2 separate regions of the Bos taurus genome follow, and region 2 is linked to region 1. A link is a contact called in public Hi-C data. All regions are on one chromosome and are shown on one strand. The core of a region is the stretch at or near the end of the contact, and the rest is flanking DNA. Distances in the headings are between cores, read along the strand shown. Region 1 overlaps EGLN3 (egl-9 family hypoxia inducible factor 3). Region 2 has its middle 100 kb from the start of MIR2285CY.

Evidence for each region. Hi-C and Micro-C count contacts between places; a contact is called where the count stands out from the background.
Region 2: a contact with region 1 is called in a Hi-C map of an unstated tissue, with 2.2 times the contacts expected there. The contact joins two enhancer-like sites. A contact is called at or near these places in 2 of 11 Hi-C or Micro-C datasets (skeletal muscle and an unstated tissue).

The regions. Positions count from the first base shown.
Region 1 is chr21:44,398,633-44,403,596 of ARS-UCD2.0, reverse strand. The region is part of intron 1 of EGLN3 (egl-9 family hypoxia inducible factor 3); the gene reads left to right. Among named protein-coding and RNA genes, the nearest start is that of EGLN3, 15 kb to the left of the region's middle. Within about 2 kb of position 2,211, at least 64 of the 102 cell types and tissues checked have an H3K27ac peak or open chromatin away from gene starts, as enhancers often do.
Region 2 is chr21:44,579,182-44,584,145 of ARS-UCD2.0, reverse strand. No RefSeq gene overlaps it. Among named protein-coding and RNA genes, the nearest start is that of MIR2285CY, 100 kb to the right of the region's middle. Within about 2 kb of position 2,340, at least 10 of the 102 cell types and tissues checked have an H3K27ac peak or open chromatin away from gene starts, as enhancers often do.

The sequences.
Region 1 (4,964 bases), core at 962-3,461:
GCAAGTTGCTTTTTGCCTCTCTCAGTTTCCACATTTGTGAAATGGAGCTTCTTTTTGAAGCCCCATCTTGAAGGGACATTGCTGCTGTTGTTCAGCTGCTAAGTCGTGTCTGACTCTTGGCGACCCCATAGACTACAGCATGTGAATGGACTTGGGGACAATTAAATTAACCATCACTGCCCCCTAGACTCAGAGTCAGGCATTCCTTTATTTCTAGTCCCCTTGCTGCTCACCAGCGTACTTTATACATTTCTCTCAGAAGAGCCTTTTATTTTCCACCCATCTGAGTGGTCCTCTGGATCTCACCCCTGTTGAAAGCCACAGTGGGTCTATATCCAGTGTGTTCTAATTAATATGATATTAAAAAGTTCTGTACTTGGTGAATTCTAATTAATTGTGTAGTGGTAGTCAAGCCTCTCCTGAATAAGCTTTACACCCCAGGAAGGAAATTTTGTCTCATCCCTTGGATTCCTGGGAGTTGACTAAGTGTTGCCCTTTGTCTTCCCAAGGGAAATACACTTTGTATTTCCTTTAAAGTTTTTTCTTGATTGGTCATTTACCTTCTGACTTTGAAATAGTCTGAAGACCTTAGCTGGTGTTGACCTGAGCTAAAAAAAAAAAGCAAGATCCTGGAGAGGCTGACTTCCTCCCGCAGACCTTGGGGTGGGACCTGGGGATGAGACTGATGATTGACCACCTGCATCCCAAGCAGATATGGGGCCACAGTTTAGAGCGGGATTGAGCTCTGCAGTGTGAATAACCCATCAAAGACCACTACTGTTTTGCTGCAGGATTGAGTGTTTCCTTTGCTCTTTGCTTTTGTTGAAATACAGCCCCCCCCACCCCAAAATCCCCAGCCCCGGCTTTCTCACCTCTGCCCTGGAGCTTTAAGTTCACAGACTCAACACTGAGCACACTCCTTTTTCTTTTTTTCGCATTTTATGATTTTCTATCATTAGGCAAAGGGTGACGGGCAAGGGTGAGAGTAAGTAGACACCTCAAGAAGAACTGAAGATCTTAGTTCTCTCAAAAAGGAGGTGAATTGGTTAATATCAGACATTAGATAAGCTGCTCTGGTAAAGCATGACGTCATTCTCTAACTGGGTTCCGAAAAGCCGGTTACTTAAACTCCTTGTGCCTCAGTTCCTGATCTGTAAAACGGAGGTGATAATGGTCCCCACCTTATGGAGTTATTATGAATAGCGAATGAGGTAGTATTTGTGAAGCACATAGAACAGTGTCAGGCACGTACAAATGTTTGCTCAGTAAATAAATGTGCCTCCTGAGTTACATGAATTCTGGTTCTGACTTGCTGAGTGCCATTCCTTTCATTCAGCAGATCTATTTCCAAGTGCTGAAATTCAAATGTGAATATAAGATCTGGTTTCCTAGAAAGTTCTTTAACTTTACTTTTTCCAACATAGTTACACTGTCCCAAGTCTCTTCAAATTCACTGGGAATTGCAAATAAAGTGTTTCCTGTTTTTCTTAAGAACATTGCTTCAAGGCATTTTTCTTGACATGTTTTGATTGGGAACTATATATTTTTGTATATTACTCAATAAAATCTTGTTTTACCAACTGTATTTAAGTTATCATGGATTCCCTCAAGTGTTTTAGGATTCATTCCAGATGAAAAGTTAAAGCCAACCATACTTAATTCTCTGACAATCCTGTGGTCATAAACATTCTTTTTTTTTTTTCCTCTTCAGCTCAAAGTCTTTAGAAAGCCACATGTAAAGTTTTATTTACTGATAAGTCTGTTTCTCACATCAAAGGAAGTTAAATGGGGGAGTTCCTACACCCATACTGCCTTAAGGATTACTCATGAATTTGTTTTTCTGTAGGACTGGGATAACTTCTAGATCGCTATGATAGCTTCCAGGGTTAACAACTTCTACTGAAAACTTGTGGGCAGGGTGACTCAGGACAGATGGCCACTAGTTCACCTTCCCCTTAACCTGGAGATTAAATGAGAGAATGTATGTAAATTGCCACGCTCAAGTGCTCCTTGGCTACATGGGTCTTCAGGAAATAACAGTTGTTAGGATTTTGGGGAAAGGTCTCAGAATGGAGAGGGTTAAATGGCCTTAACCCAGGGCCTGGCTGACTTTCGGGGATTTCATAATTGCAAGGAAGCCCTTACTGAGAACATTTCTCTGGTGACTCGGGTGGGGATGGGGGAGGGCGCTCCCGTGCCGGTTATGTGCTCGGGTGTGGGCTGGCTGCCACCCTCACGCAGCGCACGTAGCCCTGTCACTCAGCCGTCACCCTGCTGGCCCGGAGCCAGGCTCCGCGGGAAGGGCTGCCTTCCCAAACCCAAACAGCCTGTATTGCTGTGCCGATGTTCCCGGGCCTGTTTACTGTGCTTAATTGCAGGACTCTGCTTGAATCCCCTCCAAGGAGAGGAATTAAGCACAATTCAAAATGGAGTGACAATAGTCTCTTAAATTCCTGGCCTCTGAGAGTTTCAGTGGCTTCTGGGGGAAGGGTGATTACCTCAAGTTCAGGGTGATTCACTCAGGTTCATGCACGAAGTGCAGGATCCCCTCAAGAGAATTTTGATCTAGTTCAGTCAGACCTTACAGGCCTGTGACTCCTCTGTAATCTTAGGCATGCTTCTGTGTGTGTGTATATATATGCATATTTCTGAGGGTGGGGTGGGAGCCAGCTCTTGAATGTAAGAATCTGAAGGAGCTATTATCACTGAGCTAAGACAACTGAGTAGAAGGTTTCAGAGTCTTGATAGTTGCTGATGATTTGTTGAATCATCCCAAAGTTAGGACCAAGTTCGTAATAAAGAGGGATGCTGATGAAAAAGGTCTACCTGAGAACAGGTTTTCAAGTGAATATGGTAAATTCCCTGCCTTTCTAGGCAGACTGCTCTTGCCTGATAGGAAGGAACCAGCAGGCCCTCTTCACCAGAGCCACTGAGAGTGGCTTATAACTTCTGATTTTTCATTTTCAGAATTACTGAAGCTCCTGCATTTCAAGAAAATTTAGGTATGGGGCATAGCAATTATTGTTCTAAATTGGAGGTAAGGTTATATGTAGCAGAATTCTGTGTATGTGGGTTCAGGGAGAACATTTTTTAGTGCAGATTTAGGGCATGTGAGGAAGGCAGAAGTTCTCAGCGTAGAAATAGAATTAGTAGAAGGTATTTGCGTGAATAACTTGGGGCTTGTTAGAAGGATTACTTGCCTCTTGGATATTGACTGCCTGATGTTCTGAATCTTCTGAACTGTATGGTCAGATGCTGAAACTCTGGGAAGGGGAACGTGGTAGCTGGATCCAGCTCTTGTTGTTGCCCACCAAGAGCATATTCCCCATTTCTTCTTCATTCCCTTACATCAGTCTTTAACGTGAGCAGTAGGAGGAAGGAAATAGCTAGACTTGCTCTTAACTAACCAGATAGGTAAAGAGCAAGATGCCAAGATAACTAGTGACGGTTTGTATACTTTTTTCTGAAGTTAGAATGAATATAAAGACTCTAAAGCACTTTTTCTGCTTCTGAGCTGTTCAGCAACACATTGAGAGCTGACTTTTTTCTAAAACTGGCAGCAATGTGAACTGTTTAGTGACATTTTCTTGAAACTCTTGCAGAAGACTTTGTGTAGTTGCAATTATTTTGTAAACATGCCTTTTGAATATTGTATAAATTTTAAGTGATTTAGGTAATATATGTGTTTTAATGTTCTTTAAATATAGTTAATTTACAATATCGTGTGAATTTTGGGTGTGCAGCAGCGTGATTCAGTTATATATGCATGTCTACACACACACATATATTCTTTTTAAGATTCTTTTCCATTAGAGTTTCTTACAAGATATCGAGTAGAGTTTCCTGTGCTATGAAGTAGGTCCTTGTTGGTTATCTATTTTATATGTAGTACTGTGTATATTTTAATCCCAAACTGCTAATTTATCCCCCTCCCTTCCCTTTTGGTAATGATAAGTTTGTTTTCTGGGTCTGTGAGTTCTGTCTAGTAAATAAATTCATTTGTATCATTTATTTTTAAGATTCCATGTATAAGTGATACGATATTTTTCTGATTTAGGTAATATACAATGGACCCATTTCTGGCCAGTAAACTTCATCTATTACATTCTCCACTCTGATTGCTTGGCTGTTTTTCCAAGCTGAACAAGGCTCATGGTCTTGTGTATTTTTTCTCAAGTCTTTACTCTTCTAACATCCTGTGTGGTTGGTGTCTTATGGTATAGTGAGGAAGGATCCTGGGCCCCCTTTGCTGTGTCCGGAGCAGATGTGGGGGAAGGACTTGAGGGGAGAGAGGTTTGGTGAAGGCCTGTGCAGTGTGGATGGCAGTGAAGGATATAGCTGAGCCTGGTAAAGAGAGACAGGGAAAGGACCCCTGTGTAGCTCAGGAAGTGTCACAGACAGTTCCTGGGCTATAGACAGTGATCTCAAAATCCAGCCTGATGTTTTGTTTTGTTTCATTTTTTGTGGCTCTGATTTAACAATTAGGGTTAAAAATATTCAGGAGAGTTTATATACAAATCTGGTTCAGTTACCTGCTACTGTCCTAAAACCTGAAGATTTTTAATGTCTGCCCCTCATTGCCAAGGATAGAAAATTTCCTAGTTGTAGGTAGCATAGCTCACATTCCAGAGTTCTGACACATATATACCTGATCGGCTTCAATATCTTAACTAAGTGAAAGTCGCTCAGTCGTGTCTTGACTCTTTGTGACCCCATGAATATAGCCTGCCAGGCTCCTCTGTCCATAGGATTCTCCAGGCAAGAAGACTAGAGTGGGTCGCCATGCCCTCCTCCAGAGGATCTTCCCATCCCAGGGATCAAACCCAGGTCTGTCACATTGCAGGCAGATTCTTTACCATCTAAGCTACCAGGGAAGCCCAAGAATACTGGAGTGGGTAGCCTATCCCTTCTCCAGGGTATCTTCCTGACTCAGGAGTCGAACTGGGGTCTCCTGCATTGCAGTC
Region 2 (4,964 bases), core at 1,091-3,590, 180 kb before region 1:
AAGGGAGAGAGGGACACCAGCCCAGGTCTGAAGCCCTAGATAGACAGACCCAGGCTACCTGGGCAGAGTCAAGACTCATGTTACTCTGCTAGTCAGAAGTGGCAGTGAACCCCAAGCTCCTGGAAGAGATCCCTGGAGCAGTGCCCAGAGCCAGGGCCCTCTCCACATCAGCTCTAGGGGGCAGGAGGGCCACTCCCTGGGCTCTGCGGCGGGCCACAAAGCCAGAGGGTTGCTCACCAACGTCTAGCAGAAATTTTGCAACACCTAACAAGTGGGAGCTTTGCAACACTGCCCTGGGAGACAGGTGGTAGAGTGTGACAATTAGAGCTGGGATTCGGGAGTCTAGTTGCCTGGATTTGAATTCAGGTTCTGCCTCTTGCTAGCTGTGTAACCTTGTTTAACTCCTCTATGACTCTACAAGGGCTTCCCTGGAGATCAGTTGGTAAAAGAATCTGCATGCAGTGCAGGACACCCGGGTTCGATCCCTGGGTTGGAAAGATCCTCTGGAGAAGGAAATGGCAACCCACTCCAGTATCCTTGCCTGGAAAATCTCATGGACAGAAGAGCCTGGGGGGCTGCAGTCCATGGGGTCGCAAAGAGTCGGGCACGACTGAGCGACTAACACTTTACTTACTTATGACTCTGTTTCCTCAACAGTAAAATGGTACTGCTATCATATACTATGGAGAAGGCAATGGCACCCCACTCCAGTACTCTTGCCTGGAAAATCCCATGGATGGAGGAGCCTGGTAGGCTACAGTCCATGGTGTCGCTAAGAGTTGGACACGACTGAGCAACTTCACTTTCACTTTTCACTTTCATGCATTGGGGAAGGAAATGGCAGCCCACTCCAGTGTTCTTGCCTGGAGAATCCCAGGGATGGGGGAGCCTGGTGGGCTGCCGTCTATGGGGTCGCACAGAGTCGGACACGACTGAAGCGACTTAGCTGCAGCAGCAGCACCTCCTTCATTTGATTGTCACCAGGGCTGATGAGTTCATCTGCATGAAGGGTTTAGGGTAGGTGGTGGCTGCACTGCATCTTGAGCTGCAGTGAGCACGCTGTCCACTCCATTCTGCGGGCTTGACACATAGTAACCTTGCCATAGTATTTGCATTCTGCTGGAAGCACAGGCTAAAGGGAGAAACCCATGAGCTCAGCTCACATTCAACAGGAGCTCCCAGACTGCCCTGCCTCCAGGCTAATGGCTCTGAACCTAGTTGATCTGTCTATTCCCAGGGTGTGGTCACACTGGTTTTTAAAGTTTTTTTTCTCGCTGTGCTCCAGTCACATCTTAGCTTCTGGGCTGCCCACCAAAGATACTGTCTGCTCCAGTGGTGCTCTCAGACCCAGCGGGGCAGAATGGGGCTGCCCCCGTCAGTGTGGGGTGACTGATGGCTCACCAGCCTTCTCTTCTGCCCTGGGGCCTGGTTGTGAAAGAAAGCAAATGAAAAATGGTAGCAATAAAGAAGGCTGCTCCCAGTAGACAGCGCCTCTTTGATTCCAGGTAAACGGTAGTGTTTGGGCCAAATGAAGCCTATGGAGGGAACCTGGAATCTGAGTACTGGGTTCTCTTGCCAGCTTCTGGAACCCACTTGTGACATGGCTACTCTCCTGACCCTCAAGTGTACCCTTCCCTAAGACCTTGCCCTTTAGAGGTCTCATCATGATTTGCTGGTCAAGAGTAGTTTGCTCTGATAGAGTGCAGGGTAGGGGTGACTGAGACCACTGCAGGTAAATATTCCCCAGCATCAATGGGCAGGTGAGAAAACTCCAGTCTTGAATCTCCCCCGTCCCCAGCAGGTTGGGTGACATCACATTAGTTCTTCACTCTTTGCAAAATAAAGGCCACCTGAGCTGACTTTGAGGGGGTATCCCGAGACTAATAAAATCCCTGGAGAAAGAGCCAAGGAAAATCAGGTGTGGGTATTTACTGTGTTGACAGAGCAGCTGTGCGCTTCAGATTCTCTGATTGTAGGGCTTGGGGCGGCATCCTCAGGTGGAGAGAGTTTTTCTTCCTGCCTCTCCTCCACTTTTCCATCGGTGCTCTTTCCTGCAGATCAGGATGATTCTTAGGAATGGCTGCTCCTAGGAGCAGCAGAGAAACAGGAAGTCTGGGAAGAAAGCCCTTCAAGCCTGGCCTGCAGCGGCTTCTCCTCCTGGGTGAGTCCTCTGAGAGCCCAAGGAAGGGCTATCCTCACCCTCCTCACTCTGGCTGTCTTGAAAAAACTGCCCCACAGGTAGGCCTCATGCCTTAGCTCTGCCCTTTCTATAAGGTGCCAATCCTTTTGACAGGCCACAGAGCCATGGTTCCAGCCATGCATCGTGTGACGAAAGAGGTGGTACAAAGTACAGCAAATAAACTTACAATGTTTACCGTCCAACTGCAAAGCCCGACTGCCAAATAAAGCCATCTCAGTTCCACTGCAATTTTTGCAGGTAAAATTTTCAGTCAGCCACCAGAGGGTGCCCGCAGAGCTCTCTGAAAATGACCCAAACCTGCAGAATTAGAAAATTTCCAGTGTATCTAAGAGTAACACCAAATATAGCTCCCTCATATATGACTGGGAGCGATGCACAGGCCAGCTAAGGAGCTGCAAGTTTGCAGGGGATGAAGAGTCAGGGTGGGAGTGATGGAAATAATCTGAATTTTAGCTAAACAAGTTGCATCTTGATTTTAAATTGGCAATTGCAATAACACTTTGAGGATTGGCTCAGGGCTAATTTTCATTCCCAGCCAAATTCCCTTCCCCACCCTTTCTTTCCCCATCCATGTGTACAAAGGAAATGCAAATACATATAAATATTAGGCTAAGCCACAGGCTTCTTGGAAGGTAAGGCTGCTGCTGCTTTAAAAAAAATCCTATAATGCGAGTGAAAAGAAAGATTTTCTGAGCCACTGCTCCTGCACGAGGTGAGTGTCAGGAAGAAGAAATGGAGAAGCCGTAGTTCTCTGAAGAGCTGGCCTGGCGTGGTGCGTGCCTGGGATGAGAGGAGCAGAGGAATGGCTGCCTCCCTGTCCCCAGCAGGGCTGGCAAGCAGGCTGGGTCTGGCCTCCCTGTCTTTCCAGGGCCTGGCACACTGGCTGACACACAGTAGGTGCCTGTTAATGTTTGTTGAATGAGTGAATGAATGAATAGGAAGTGAGTTGGGTGGGTAGGACACCTCCTGGGAGCTCTCAGCAGGGTGAGGAGAGAATTGGGAAACGGATGGCTGGGGTGGAAGGGTAGTTTTCCAGGGAGGAGAGGTCCCATGTTCTATGTTAGCTTCCTCTGGTTCAGGCCCTTTCTGTGGATGTTCAAGACTCCAGATCCTATGCTTTGTTTTAATGTTGGTCAAACTGCCCAGTGGTCCCATTCATTCATAAGAAACACTCATTCACAGTTACTGGTTACCTGATGGGGGACCCTGGCAGTTACCCCATGCCGGGGACACCAGCCTCCCTCGCTTTAGCTCTCTGGAAATCTGGCCAGCTGGGAACTGGGTTTTGGTTGCAGGACAATTGGGCCGTTTATCTCTCTGGACAAGGTGTGTGTGTGTGTTGTCATAATATGCCTTGTGTGTGGGATGTGTGTGTGTGTTGCCATAATGCCTTGTGTGTGGTGTGTGTGTGTTGCCATAATGCCTTGTGTGTGGGATGTGTGTGTGTGTTGCCATAATGCCTTGTGTGTGGTGTGTGTGTGTTGCCATAATGCCTTGTGTGTGGGGTCTGCCATCTACACAGCTTTTTGACACCACCTATGGCTACCTCTTGCTGGTACATAGAAGAGATGATATGTATTGATGAGATGTATTGATATTTAAAGTTAGAAATTTAGGGACAAGTTATTTTACTTAGGTTTCGGTACTTGTAATTCATCACAGAAGGAATCATGGTGTGAAGGTCTTGCAGGGTTTTAAAAGATTCCTACATATATTCCCTTTCCAATATTTCTCCTTTGGGGCAGCTTTAATGACAATTTGTGGGGCTTTCAGATGAGCCAGGAGGGATGCTGGCTGCTGGGCTTGGAGAAAGGGAATGGTTTTGGGAATTAACCTTTCTCCCTCCTCCCCTGCCTAGGCTGAGTCAGTCCACCTGATTAGCACAACAATGATCAGATTTTCCCCACCAGCCTGAGAAGAATGGGTTCCTGACCAGGATCCTTTTAATTTGCAAATCTCATGCAAATGAGGCCCTGAAGATTCCTGAGCCCTCCCAGTGTTGGCCTAGTTGGGTGCTCCACACTGCATGAACTCTGCAGTAACTGAGTTTATGTCTTCTGGATCTTTTGTTATTTCTTATCTTCACCAGGCCCTGACACAGCACTATATACTTAGAGAAGTTTAGACCCAAGGGAGAGGCTATTAGAAAGGGTCTCAACAAGCTATGCTATGCTATGCTATGCTATGCTAAATCACTTCAGTCGTGTCCAACTCTGTGTGACCCCATAGACGGCAACCCACCATGCTTCGCCGTCCCGGGGATTCTCCAGGCAAGAACACTGGAGTGGGTTGTCATTTCCTTCTCCAATGCATGAAAGTGAGAAGTGAAAGTGAAGTCGCTCAGTCGTGTCCGACCCTCAGCAACCCCATGGACTACAGCCTACCAGGCTCCTCCATCCATGGGATTTTCCAGGCAAGAGTACTGGAGTGGGGTGCCATTGCCTTCTCCACTCAACAAACTAGTGGTAGCCAAAGCAAAGGAAAAATTTCTAGAAAGCTAAACAGGCTTCTGAAAGAATGTTCCATCAGATTGTTTTGTTAAAATAAAATCTCTCTCTCTGTGTCTCTGTACATATATATATATATATACACACACGTAGAACTGAATTACTTTGCTGTATGCAAAAGAATTCAACATTGTAAATCAACTATACTCAAAAAAAAAGTTGGAAAGAGATCTTCTCTGGAGGGGAAAATCCATTTTTTGAAAGGGAAGACAAGAAAAGGAAAGAGAGGCAAAGAATAACTCAAACAACCTCTTTGC